Regions from separate parts of the Mus musculus genome. Here region 1 is linked to region 2. Evidence: chromatin contacts called from public Micro-C data. All regions are on one chromosome and are shown on one strand. Each heading gives the region's core, a stretch centred on a gene start, on an enhancer-like site or on the middle of the called end of the contact. The rest is flanking DNA. Distances are from core to core; before and after follow the strand shown. Region 1 overlaps A530072M11Rik (RIKEN cDNA gene A530072M11). Region 2 overlaps Nbn (nibrin).

Evidence for each region. Hi-C and Micro-C count contacts between places; a contact is called where the count stands out from the background.
Region 1: a Micro-C map of muscle stem cells shows a contact between it and region 2, with 2.7 times the contacts expected there. The contact joins two enhancer-like sites. A contact is called at or near these places in 1 of 39 promoter capture datasets (hippocampal neurons), 3 of 484 Hi-C or Micro-C datasets (muscle stem cells and myocytes), 1 of 115 datasets of contacts at active chromatin or transcription factors (CD8 T cells) and 2 of 9 other capture datasets (adipose tissue and liver).

Annotation. Positions count from the first base shown.
Region 1 is chr4:16,210,362-16,214,142 of GRCm38.p6, forward strand. A530072M11Rik (RIKEN cDNA gene A530072M11) reads left to right here. Exons shown (of 7, transcript NR_045765.2): 3 at 500-549. Among named protein-coding and RNA genes, the nearest start is that of A530072M11Rik, 48 kb to the left of the region's middle. Within about 2 kb of position 1,435, at least 15 of the 459 cell types and tissues checked have an H3K27ac peak or open chromatin away from gene starts, as enhancers often do. A contact at or near this core is called in muscle stem cells, where this site is marked.
Region 2 is chr4:15,992,427-15,995,851 of GRCm38.p6, forward strand. It overlaps Nbn (nibrin), which reads left to right. Exons shown (of 16, transcript NM_013752.3): 16 at 8-163. The coding sequence ends at 35. Among named protein-coding and RNA genes, the nearest start is that of Osgin2, 20 kb to the right of the region's middle. Within about 2 kb of position 1,660, at least 46 of the 459 cell types and tissues checked have an H3K27ac peak or open chromatin away from gene starts, as enhancers often do. A contact at or near this core is called in muscle stem cells, where this site is marked.

The DNA.
Region 1 (3,781 bases), core at 185-2,684, 220 kb after region 2:
TCTTTAAAAAATAAACATGAAACGTGTACACACATGCACACATACACACACACACACACACACACACACACACACATTCATACACACATACAAAATCGTACCCCTTCCCCAATGTTGGGAACCAAAGTACAAAAGCAAAAGACCAAGAAGACAAAACAACAAACAGTTTGAGACACAGTCTATGAAAATACCATTGAATTAATTCTCTGTTGGCCATGTTGTAGACCTGGAACCTACACTGAAGTATGGTTAGCATACCTGTTTATATTCCATTGGAGAAAACTAACTTTTTCTTTTGCAAGTGGGTACCAATTTTACATAGCTTCTTGGTTAGAAATGAGAGACTGTGTCCCCTTCCCCAATCAGTACTGGGGCTCTGTGACTTGAACCCGTGTAGGCTGTGTGTGCAGCTATAGTCTCTGTGCCTCAGTCCTTTTGTGTCTGGAGGACACTGTTTCTTGGAGTCATCCTTATAACCTTTCTGCTTCTTCTTCCACAGAGTTTCCTGAGTCCTAATGGAAGGATTTGATGAAGACATCCCATTTAGGAGTGAGTACTCCAAAGTCTCTTTCTGCCCATTGTACAATTGTGGGTATCTATGTTGGTTCCTATATAGTTCAAGAAGTTTCTCCTATGATGAGCAAACATCTGATCTGTGAGTATAGTGGTATGTCAGGAATAACTTTATTGCAATGTTTCTTTAGTAGAAGAACTGTGGAGAGCCGTGCCGTGAGCAATCGCCATTATAAGATGGCGCTGGCTTCCACTGCGCCTAACTAGTAAATAAGCCTTATGCGCAAGTGCAAGAGTGAACTCACGCCTAGTCACTGCCCATCTCTCGGCGTAGTAATGGGGTGATGGGCGAGCAAAGAATCAGGAGCTGCCACGCCACATCAGGTGCTGAAACGTCAAGCTGCGGGCTATATAAGCAGCGCCATTTTCCCGGTTCGGGGTCTTCCCTCCTGATAAGTAAGCAATAAAAGCTTTGCCGCAGAAGATTCCAGTTGTCCTGGGTGTGTTCTTGCTGGCGGGGACAAAAGCTCGGGCAATACAGAACAATAGTATTTTGTTTTCTCATAGGCCCATGGCCTATTTAGTATCAGATTCTTTGATGAATTCCTCTATAGACTGGGCTTTACACTCAATCAGATAGTGGTTGGTTACTTCCACATTTGTGTGGTTACTGTACCAGTATATCTCATGGGCAGGTCACCATTTTAGTAATAGTGTTTTTAACTAGATGGTAATTGACTTTTTCCTTTGGTAGCATGTAGGGTACCTTCCAGTACCATGAACTCTAGTCATTAGGGGACCAAGGTTCTAGTTAGGCACCAGTTTGACTTCTCTGTGTTGTTTTTAGCAACAGGGCCTTGCTACCAGTTTGTGGTGAGTGAGCCATAGCCTGAGATATCTGTGGTTTTCATGGGTCCCCACTGGTGAATGACTCAAGTAGATGTAACACATTCCTTGCACTGGAGGTCTTACTTGGTGGTGTAACATGTATACTTGGGGCTTTGTGTCCACCATTATTTAGTGACTGCATTTAGATTCCTTTCATATATATATGTATATATGCATATATGTATATATGCATATATGCATATATATATGTATGTATGCCTATATATATGTATATATGTGTATATATATATGTATATATATATATATGGAAGCTCTAACAGAAGCTGGTTTCCCTCAAATGCCCCAATGTTAGCTCTCCCTCCTCCCTTTCCTTCTCTTCTCTGTCCTGTTCCTCTTCCCATTTAATCCTCCCATTCCAGTCCCTTCTATTTCTCTCTATAATAATATATTGTATATCCCCATTCTAGGAAGATCATTTCCTTCCCACTAGTCTGTTACTACTCATCTATCCTCTGTGATTATACAGATTATAGCATGTATATCCAAGACTTCAAAGCATCCACATATAAGAGATACCTTTTTTTTTTTTTCTTTTGCTATCCCCACATGTTTGCCTTTTTGGCTTTGTGTTACCTCACTCAGGATAATTTTTTTCTTGTAACATCTGTTAACCTATGAATTTTTAATTTCAGTTTTTAAAACAGATGAATAATATTCCATTGTATGAATTGCCATATTTTATTATCCATTCATCAGTTGATGAACATCTAGGTTGTTTCCAATTTCTGGGTATTACAAATAGAGCAGAATGAACATTGTTGAATACAATCTCTGCAATAAGATGTAAAGTCCAGACACTCTGAACCTGTAGAAGAAAAAGTAGCTGATAGGCTTGAATTCATTGGCACAGGAAAACACTTTTTTAATAGTACACTTCTGTCTTATGGTTTTTATTGCTTTGAAGAGACACTACAATCATGGCCGGTCTTATAAAGGAAAACATGTAATAGGGGCCGGCTTACAGTCAGAGGTTTAGTCCTTCCTGCCTGGCATCATGGCAGGAAGCATGGTAGCACATAGGCAGACTCGGTGCTGGAGATGTAGTTGGGAGTTCTACATCTGGATCTTCACACAGCAGGAAGAGAAAGAGAGGAGAGAGAGAGAGAGAGAGAGAGAGAGAGAGAGAGAGAGAGAGAGAGAGAGAGAGAGAGAGAGAGAGAGTCTTAATCATTTGAAATCCCAAAGCCCATCCCCAGTGATATAGTTTCCCTAACTGACCATGCCTACTCCAACAAGACCCCTTAAGAGCCTATCGGGGTCATTTCTGTTCAATTACCAGAACTGATCGCACAGGCACCAGGACCAACAATTCAGAAAAACGACCTCATGCAGCTGAAAAGCTTGTATGGTTAAGGACACCATCATTTGGGCAAAGCATCAGGCTACAAATGGAAAAAGATCTTTACTAATTGCACATCTGATGCAGGTTTAGTAACTAAACTATGTAAAGAACTAAAAATACTGGCTATCAAGAAAAGATACAACCCAGTTAAAAACCAGGTGAAAACTAAGTAGGGGGTTCTCAAACATAAATGAGAGAAACACTTGAGATGTTCCACTTCCTTATTCATCAGGGAAGTGAAAATTAAAACCACTTTGACATTTCATTTTTATGCTAGTTAGAATGGCCAGGATCAATGAAGGAAGTGACAGATCATGCTGGCAAGGATCTAGGGAGAGAGAAAACTTACTCTTTGCTGCTGGGGGTACAAATTTGTACAGCTACTATGGAAATCAGTGTGGTAGTTCCTCAGGAAACTGGGAATAGTTCCTCTTCAAGATCCAGCTATGTCATTCTTGAGCATATACCAGAAGAACTCTAAATCCTCTACCTCAGTGGTTTCCAACCTTCCTGATAGGAAACCTTCTAATACAGTTCCTCATGTTGTGGTAACCCCCAACTTTCATTGCTACTTATAACTGTAATTTTGCTACTGTTATTAATTGTAATGTATCTGTGCTTTCTGATAGTATTAGGTGACAGCTGCGAAAGGGTCTTTCAGCTCCAAAGGAGTTGGGACCCACAGGTTGAGAACTGCTGTTTTATCCAGGAGATTCAAATATACAATTGTGACAGTTAATGTTGGTAGTTGTGTTATTGAGTTTTTGTCAACTTAACACAAATTAGGATCATCTGGGAAGAAGAAACCTCAATTGAAAAAGTAACTCCATCAGATTGACCTACAAGTAAAAAAAAATATATGTGTGTGTGTGTGTGTGTGTGTGTGTGTGTATGGGGAGTGTTCTTTGACTACTGATGGGTGAGGGCTCAGCCTATTGTAAGTGCTACTCCTTCACAGGTTATATAAAAGGGCAAGCTGAGCAAGCCAGGGGAGCATGAAGGAAGTAGCATTTCTTC
Region 2 (3,425 bases), core at 410-2,909:
TTTGCAGATATAATCCTAATGTAAAAAGAAGATAATTGAACCTTGTAAAGGAAGCTGTAGAAACACATTTCTACTTCAGACCAACTGAGATACATTAATATAGTACATAGAAATTATAAATGCTTTAAGGTTTCAGTTTATTAAATAAAGGAAACAAACTCTATTCCTTTTGTGTGGTAACGTTGTCTCTGGGGGAATATATACATTATAATTATCCCCTCATTTTAAATGTGTTTCTTACTTACTAAGTAATTCTTAGAATCATAGTATCCAAAATCCTGAAACTCCATTAAGGTTAAAGACCAAAGCCTCCCATCCACTAGCTGATTGATTCCTGCTGTGTTATGGATAGGTAGATCGATAGATAGATAGATAGATAGATAGATAGATAGATAGATAGATAGATAGACAGACAGATAGAGATATACATATATTTATATATATGTATATATATATATAAATACAGATATAGATGTACCATATACATCTTTTTTAAGAGTTATTTCTTTATTAATATATATACAGTTCTCTGTGCATGCATGCTTACACACCAGAAGAGGGCACCAGCTCAAATAGGTGGCTGTAAGCCACCATGTGGTTGCTGGGAATTGAATTCAGGCCCTCTAGAAGAACAACAGCTAGTGCTTTTACCCTCTGAGCCATCTCTCCAGCCCTCATTCAAATTCCTGTGCATAACACTTTTCAGGAATTACATTTGTAATTACTCTGTGCCTTGTTCATTTTCACTGTAGATTGAATGCTCGGCATATCAATGTAAGTTTTTCTCTTCCATTATTCTTTAGCCTCCCTAAGCTGATGTGATCCCAGTGCAGTGGTGTCCGTGAGCATATGTCCCCCATCTTAGTATAAGAGATTGAGGTAGTATGCAGCCTTCACACTGACTAGATCATACCAAAGAGAAAGATGGACCCCTTTTTGGTGGTTTTACTGAGCACAGTGACTCTGTCTTGGCTTCTTAAATGTCCCAAGTATTTCTGTCTATAAAGTAGAGGCAGTAGGTTGCCTCTACCTAAAAAGGAAAATGGTAACTGGAAATAGATTTTTTCAGATATTTTAATATAGAGAAGTAGATATCAACTCCAGCTGTATATTGAATCTTATATTCTAGAAAGTATGTAAATAAACCTTTTATTATGAACTGAAAGCTTTCTGGTCCATGTAAATTGAATCAAGAAAGAGTAGTCTAGTGACAGGATGGGTAAACATAATAATTCACGTGTGATGAAGTTGCCAAGATAATTTAATGTAGAAAAGTCTTCTTCAAATAAACACTGTTTGAGGTTCATATGAGAAAAACCTACCTACCCCTGACCCATACATTACATCATACTCAAAGTTAAGGGACTTATAATAGTATTTATGGAAATATTAAAATGTAACCTTATGGAATAACCCCAAGTCTTGGAGTTAAATACTATTTTTGTGTATGTATGCGACAGGAAAAATATCAAAGGAAATAGGTAAATGCGACTTTATCAAAATTTCAAAGTTTGGGCTGGGGATGTAGTTCAGTTGGTAGAGTGGTTGCCTAATGTGCAGAGTCTTAGATTCTTTCCAGCACCACAGTAAATGCTCTTCATCTCTGGGCCATCTCTCCTGCCCATACATGGAATTGTAACAAAACCACTGGAACTGAAACTAGAGACCTTTAGTGCCTATTCCTTCCTTGTGTCGAGGAAGAGCAATGCTTTAGACATATGCTCACTGTTTCACAAACGAAGAATTTGAAAGTGTAATGAAGGATGAGAATAAAATAAAAGCCCGTATTTATGACTCTATAAAGTGAAGTAGTATGTTCTGAGGTCTGGTCAAAGGTAGAGAGTAGCTGATCCAGACACTTACATATAATTGTAAAGGGACACACACAGTGTCTCATAAAGACCCAGCAAATAGTTACCTTGTTTCTTGGTATGTTCTAACTAAAAGAGGTGAGATTGTTTGGATTTTTACACATACATTATTTGTGAATAGATGTTGTCTTCTAGTTGGTTTGCCTTTTCTCTCACCCTATTAAATTGATTGACCATTAAAATAATGTTGAGGACTCAGAGCAGGGCGGTGCTGACTGCATTCCCTCTTATGTTCTGTATGAGGTTTGTTAAGTCTTCAGAAATTCCACTACCATAAGCGTCACTTAAAGGTCAGTATGAACTGTTGTGTCTAAAATAACTTGAGTCACAGCTGGACAGTGATTCCAGCCCCTTCATATGAGCTCATTGTGGGTTTTGTGGTTTAGCCTTTATAGGCTAGCCCTGAGAAATGTTCAGGGTTCTACCTTCAATTCTCAAAGTCTGAGCTATGTCCCTAATCAATCAGCCTTGGGGGTGTGCATTCAATACACTATCCCTGTCTAAGACAGGTGTTTGAGTGGTTTGTGGGGCAACTCCTGAACCCAAACATGTTATGTTTGAACATGGCTATTCAGACTTTTCATTTCTTGTAGCAGCTTTGTTAGTTTGTCTCTTTCAAGGATTTTATCCATCTCTTGTGCTTTCATATTAAGTTCTGCATTTCTGTTATACTGCTATCTCCTTTTCCATTCTCATTATTAGAGCTTTGTTCTTGTCTGGCTGGCTAGGAACATGTCAAGCCTTAAGATTTTGAAGGCCACTTCATTTTCTATTAATTAAGTGATTTTCACTATTTGCTTTTTTATACTCAGGGACAAATTTGCTCTAGCCACTATAGATCATTTAAGACCAATATTAGTACCTGAAACTCTCAGTCTGTATTGCTGTTGACAGCTGTGTGCTATTCAGTTTTTCCTCACCTTTTCAGCCTTTTCTTATTCATTTTAGCTCCTGAATTGGTTTTGTAGCTTTATCAGTTTTTAGCTAATGTTAAAATATGTAACAACCCACTTTAATAACAACACTTAATGTATACTGTTTTTAATGCCTTATAAAAGTATACCAACTATCTTATTATTTGAGCTTTAATTCATATTTTGATTTTAAGTGTTTTCTTCTTAACAGTCAGATTTTAAATACTTTTTGTAAAACTTCCTTCGTTTTCATGTAAACACATCTCATTAGGTTTACGCCCCTTCAATGTAAAGGCTAAGTGCAGTCTCATGTTTTCAATCTGAGTCTAGTTCACAATAAGGAGTTAAAAGAACTTCCTTTTTGAAAATAAATTTAGAAGATTACATCATTTCCTATTAACTGCTCCATCATGGTGGTTTGAATGAGATTCTTCCCCACCTGACCCAAGTCTTAGATATTTGAATATTTGGTTCCCCAATTGGAGGCTGTTTGGGAGAATTAGGTGTGGTTTTACCATATGACTGATGTTTTAAGAGTATGCATCACTTTCGAGTTCTCTCTGCTTCCTGTTTGTGGATCAAGATGTGCACCCCCAGCTGCTGCGTCAGTGCCACGCCTGCTTGCCTGCCTGCTGTCATG